Regions from separate parts of the Sus scrofa genome. Here region 2 is linked to region 1. The links are chromatin contacts, called in public HiChIP or PLAC-seq maps. All regions are on one chromosome and are shown on one strand. The core of a region is the stretch at or near the end of the contact, and the rest is flanking DNA. Distances in the headings are between cores, read along the strand shown. Region 1 has its middle 23 kb from the start of SRSF10. Region 2 overlaps STPG1 (O(6)-methylguanine-induced apoptosis 2).

Region 1 (2,700 bases), core at 160-2,659:
ACAGATCGAATCTCTGATTCCATTGTCCTTAATATCTAGTGATTTTCAGAGTTGTGGCTCAGCGGGTAAAGAACCCGACTAGTATTCATGAGGATGCAGGTTCGATCCCTGGCCTTGCTGTGAGCTGTGGTGTAGGTTGCAGGGGCAGCTCGGATCTGCATTGCTATGGCTGTGGTGTAGGCTGGCAGCTGCAGCCCTGCTTCAGCCCCTAGCCTGGGAACTTCCGTATGCCACAGGTGCAGCCCTAAAAAAAAAAAAAAAAATTTCTGGTGATTTTTGCAGAGCAAGGACACAGGTAAGTTCGTGGACTCAGGGGTCAGAGTGGCAAGGCAGAGATCCAGGAAAGTTGTTCTTGTTTGTTTGTTTTTCTTTTGGTTGTGCCCATGGCATGTGGAAGTTCCTGGGCCAGGGATCCAACCCACGCTACAGCAGCCACTCACACCACTGCAGTGACAGTGCTGGATCCTTGACCTGCTGAGCCATAAGAGAACTCTCAGGAAAGCTGTTCTTAAATGTGGACCAAAGTGCAGAAGTGCAGTAATGAGGGGCCTTCTCACTGTTAAGCTCACCAAATGAAGGCTCTGTGTGTCTCACTAGTGCTCCCAGGAAGGGCTGGGCACCTAATTCACATCTTGAAGCCCACTCCTCCAACTCTCCCATCAACCCTGTGGGGGTAGAAGTATAGCCATTTTGCCAACGACAAAACTGATGTTCCGAGAAGCCCATGCTCCGTAATGTCTCTTGGGTACCTAGTATGTGCCAGGCACTGTTCTAGACACTGGAGAGAAAGCAGGGACAGACAGACAAAAATCCTTGCCCTTGTGGAACTGATATTAACAAGGCAACAACGAATGAGATGAGTAAGTAAAATATATCAAGTCAGGTGGTGCTAAGTGCCAGGAGAAAAATAAAGCAGAGCAGGAGTTTAGGGCAGAGGAAGCTGCAATGTGATGTAAGGTTACAGGGAAAGGTCTCAGGGAGAAGGTGACCTCGAGGCAAACAGGGGGAGGAGGGAAGGAGTGGGCTAAATGGATAACCAGTTCAGAATCTTCCCCGAGGTTACTGGGACGTGTCACCAGGCACTGGAATGGCTGTTTGTCAGGCTCTAGAGCCAGGGTTCTCATTTTATCAAGCCTCTTTTTGAAGAAGCAGCGTTCCTCCAAGCAGGGCAAGAGTGTGTGTGTGTGTGTGTGTGTGTGTGTGTGTGTGTGTGTGTGTGTGTGTGTGTGTGTGTGTGTACGCGCTCGTGTGGGGATCTGTCTGTCTCTGAATGTGTTATATTTCCCTGAGCCGTTCCTGATTCTGTGTCTCTGCCCGCCCCCCCCCCAACCCCCAACAGCTCCCAGGGCCTGAGGCCTCACATTATTGGTTTTCATGGAAACTTGGCAACTTTCTCTCCTCCCCACCCTTTGCCCTGCACCGCATTCCAAAGGCTTTATTTGTGTGCCTTGGAGCCTGGCCAGGACTGGGCCCGGGACAGGTTGCCATGGCGAGCTCCCACTCCTTCCAGATAGAACTTCTCAAGGATGTTGCCCTTGGGCCTGAAATAGTTCAGGCCTGCTCTCAGCTGCAGCAGGAGGGAACTAAGTTAGGAAACCTCTTTCAATCAGCCCAACTTGCACAAACACAATCCGGGTGCGAAAGATTTCTGGAGGGCGTGGAGGGCATTCTCTGGGGCCCCCCCAAATTTGGGGTTGGGGATGCTTTTCCTTGGGATACTGGAATAACTCCTTTCAGTTGTTGCATTTGAGGTGTAATAGAGCCTGCCTCTGAGAGCCCTGCAAACACAGACAGTTGTTGGGTTTTTTTGTTTGTTTGTTTTTTTTGGCTGCCCAGTGCACATGGAGTTCTGATCCCAAGCCAGGGATCAGATCCAAGTCACATTTGTGACCTAAGCCACAGCTGTGGCAACGCTGGATCCTTTAACCCATTGGCACGCCAAGGGATCGAACCTACCTCCTGGTGCTGCAGAGGCACTGCCAATCCCGTTGCGCCACAGTGGGAACTCCCAGAAGTTTTTCAAAAGCTCAACTTGGGAGTTCTGGTCGTAGCTTAGCTGTAACGAACCTGACTAGTGGCCATGAGGATGTGGGCAGTGGGTTAAGGATCCGGCGTTGCTGTGAGCTGTGGTGTAGGTCACAGATGTGGCTTGGATCTGGTGTTTCTGTGACTGTGGTATACGCTGGAAGCTGCAGCTCAGCTTTGACTCCTGGTCGGGCAACTTCCATATGCCATGGCTGCGGCCCTAAAAAAGCAAAATAAATAAAATAAAATAAAATAAAAGCTCAGTTTTGCTGAGGATTTTGCATATAATACACCCATTTTAATGCACAGTTGGGTGAGATTTGGCAATGTATACACTTGAGTAATGACCACTAAGATATAAACCTTTCCCACCAACCCCCAAACTTTCTTCCTGTTGCTTTGCATTTATTCCCCCCACCCCCACTCCCCCAGGCAGCCGCTGATCTGCTGTCTGTCACCATGCTTTTGTTTTGCCTTTTCTAGAAGATTTTGTAAATAGAACCGTGGAGTATGTGCCCTTTTGTGGTCTTCTTTTGTTCAGCACAACGTTTTTGAGATTCATCTGTGTGGTTGCCTGCTTATTCCTTCTTATGGCTGGTGTCATGGTAAGGAGGGGCTGTGACAGAGAGCAAACCTGACTCCATATTGGGACTCGTCCTTTAGTTCTAACCCTTG
Region 2 (2,700 bases), core at 114-2,613, 320 kb after region 1:
AGGCTGTGGAAGTCTCCCCAGCCTGCCTCGTTTGACTTCCTAGTCGGCCCTGTGAATAATTCTGGAGCAAAGCTTTGGAATACAGTAGATTATGTGGACTTTGATGACAGGTCCTCTCAAAAGATTGAGTGCAATTGTTCCAAGAGTCATCAGGAAGTTTCTAAAACGTATTGACCCACAGAGGGTTTTGGTCGGCCTCACCCCAGCATCACACTCCTTCTACCATACCAGTGTCAATAAGGCAGACCTTTCTCTGACAAGGACTGCGTTTTTTTGTTTTTTTTTTTTTTTTCCTGGCCATGGACATTCTCAGGCCAGGGATCAAGCCCGTGCCACAGAAGTGATAAGACCGAATCCTTAACCACTAGGCCGCCAGGGAACTCCACGAGCAGGACCGCTTCTATTTCTTTTTTCTTTCTTTTTCTTTCTTTTCATTTGTTTGCTTTTTATGGAGGCACATAGAAGTTCCCAGGCGAGGGATGGAATCGGAGCTGCATCTTCAGGCCTGACCACAGCATAGCAACATGGGATCTGAGCCACATCTGCAACCTACAGTGCAGCTTGCGGCAATGCCAGATCCTTAACCCACTGAGCGAGGGCAGGGATCAAAACTGCATCCTCATGGACACTATGTCGGGTTCTTAACCCACTGAGCCACGATGGGAACTTTTTTTTTTTTTTTTTTTTTTTTAGGAGGACTACTTTTAATCCCTTCAGAGTCTTGGAATCTGGAACCAGGAGGCACTGAACATGACAGTCACCAAAAGAAGGGGCGGAGGAATGAAATTTGTGTCCAGTTCGGAAAGGAACTAGGCAAGATGCGGGGAGGTCCTGACAGAGCTCCTCCAACCACTTAAGGGCCCTGCCCAAGGATGCAGGCACTTGTGTGTTTATCCATGTAAATACAAACCCTCATATCCATCACAGCCAGGAGAGGAAGCCTGAACAGCTCTGCATCTGACTTCTCTGGGGTTGGGTCTGAGTTTTTTAAAGACCTGAAAGGTCTGATGAGATCCTGTCCTGTGCAGATCTTCCCTGGGGCCCCTTCTCCTCCAGACGGCCGGGCTGCGTCATCTGGAAAGTTACTGCCCGTAAAGCCCAGCAGGGAAATTGATGGTGTGCTCTGATTCAGTGCCTTCTTTGGCACCAGGCAGGAATGGGCTGTGCCACCATTTGGCAAAGACATTCTCAGGGAGAAAACTCGAGGTGTTGCAGGAAGTATTGTTTGTGACTCAGGCGGTAACAATCACAACATCTAACGTGTTTACGATGCTCCGCAGTTTCAAAGAGAATTTCACTCCCTGCAACGTTAACTTGCCCAGCGCCTCCGGGGCGTCTCTGCTCTATGAGGCAATTGGGACACTGAGGGTGACGTGCTTGAGGTCACATCAAGAACCCACAGCTGAGTCGGGATTAGGTTTAAGTCTTGTCTCCAGCACCAGGCCATCGTGAGACGGCACATCTTTTGCCCGGTTGCTCTGGAGTCTCTTTGCTTGCAGGGTTTGGGGCAGAAGAAAGAGGCAGAGGCTTGGCTGTTCTGTGAACTCACTGGGGGCATGTGCAGCCTCAACGTCTTTGCTAAAGAAGAGTTAACTCCAGAGTTAGTTTGCTCCCTGGGTCCTCAATTCTGCCAAGCTTGAATTCCAATAAGTGGCTGCATTCAGTGTGTCTTAAATGGTCTCTTTGTGTTGTGTGGTTTTTTGTTTTTTTTTTTTTAAATCAATTCCAATGTCAGGTATCATAATACATTTTTTGCAAGAGATTATTATAACTTTTAAAGGGACAGACGGCATAGGTGTCTTGTTGATGCTGGAGTGTGGGTTTGCTTTCTTTTTCACTTTCCTACCTCAGCTACTCTCACTACCTGCTTTGACCCTTTCTCCTTGTCATATCTATTTTTCTTGCCAACTGAGAAATGTTCAAATAAAGAGTATCCTTGCCCAGTTCCCGTCATGGCTCAGCTGAAACGAATCTGACTAGAATCCATGAGGACACAGGTGCAAGCCCTGGCCTCGCTCAGTGGGTTAAGGATCCAGTGTTGCCATGAGCTGTGGTGTGAACTGTAGTGTAGGTTGCAGACAAGGCTCGGATCTGGCATTGCTGTGGCTGGGGTGTAGGCTGGTGGCTACGGCTCTAATTTGACCCCTAGCCTGGGAAGTTCCATGTGCCACGGGTGTGGCCTTAAAAAGATCAATCAATCAATCAATCAGACTATCCTTGCCCAGATCTGGTCAGAGACATCAGCACTTTGTTTAGCTATTTGGTGGTTTGAGCCTTCCACAAAGATAAAGTCCCCCATCTTACGAAGAAGAGAAATGAAGAAGAGAGGAATGTCACCAAATTCCCAGCCTGCCGCCTGCATTCTTTCTGGTCGCATCCGATTTCTGAATAATATGAATAACCCACATAGACTAAGCCTTGTAAAAAATCCTATTAGGGCAAGATGTATAATAATAACTTTTTGCTGGTTTGCCTGAAACACTCAGGAAGATATTTGCTGGTCTGCTCCCTAAAGACAAAATTGGATTTTGAATGTTCTTCTAGCTTCGCTCCCCACTCTGGTAATGTGTAGCAGTGGAAAAAAATTACTGAAAGGCATGGGCTCCAGTTTCCCTGCATGAACGCTAAGGAGGTGGTTACTCTCCTAAATAGAACCACAGGCCTTTGGAGAGAAGGGGCCGGAGGGCCAATACCTGCTTG

The links. HiChIP or PLAC-seq counts read pairs in DNA pulled down with a chosen protein or histone mark.
Region 2: an H3K27ac HiChIP or PLAC-seq map of alveolar macrophages shows a contact between it and region 1. The contact joins two enhancer-like sites. A contact is called at or near these places in 1 of 47 Hi-C or Micro-C datasets (epiblast stem cells) and 1 of 2 datasets of contacts at active chromatin or transcription factors (alveolar macrophages).

The regions. Positions count from the first base shown.
Region 1 is chr6:81,762,907-81,765,606 of Sscrofa11.1, forward strand. No RefSeq gene overlaps it. Among named protein-coding and RNA genes, the nearest start is that of SRSF10, 23 kb to the left of the region's middle. Within about 2 kb of position 1,410, at least 59 of the 83 cell types and tissues checked have an H3K27ac peak or open chromatin away from gene starts, as enhancers often do. A contact at or near this core is called in alveolar macrophages, where this site is marked.
Region 2 is chr6:82,078,323-82,081,022 of Sscrofa11.1, forward strand. The region is part of intron 3 of STPG1 (O(6)-methylguanine-induced apoptosis 2); the gene reads right to left. Among named protein-coding and RNA genes, the nearest start is that of STPG1, 32 kb to the right of the region's middle. Within about 2 kb of position 1,364, at least 3 of the 83 cell types and tissues checked have an H3K27ac peak or open chromatin away from gene starts, as enhancers often do. A contact at or near this core is called in alveolar macrophages, where this site is marked.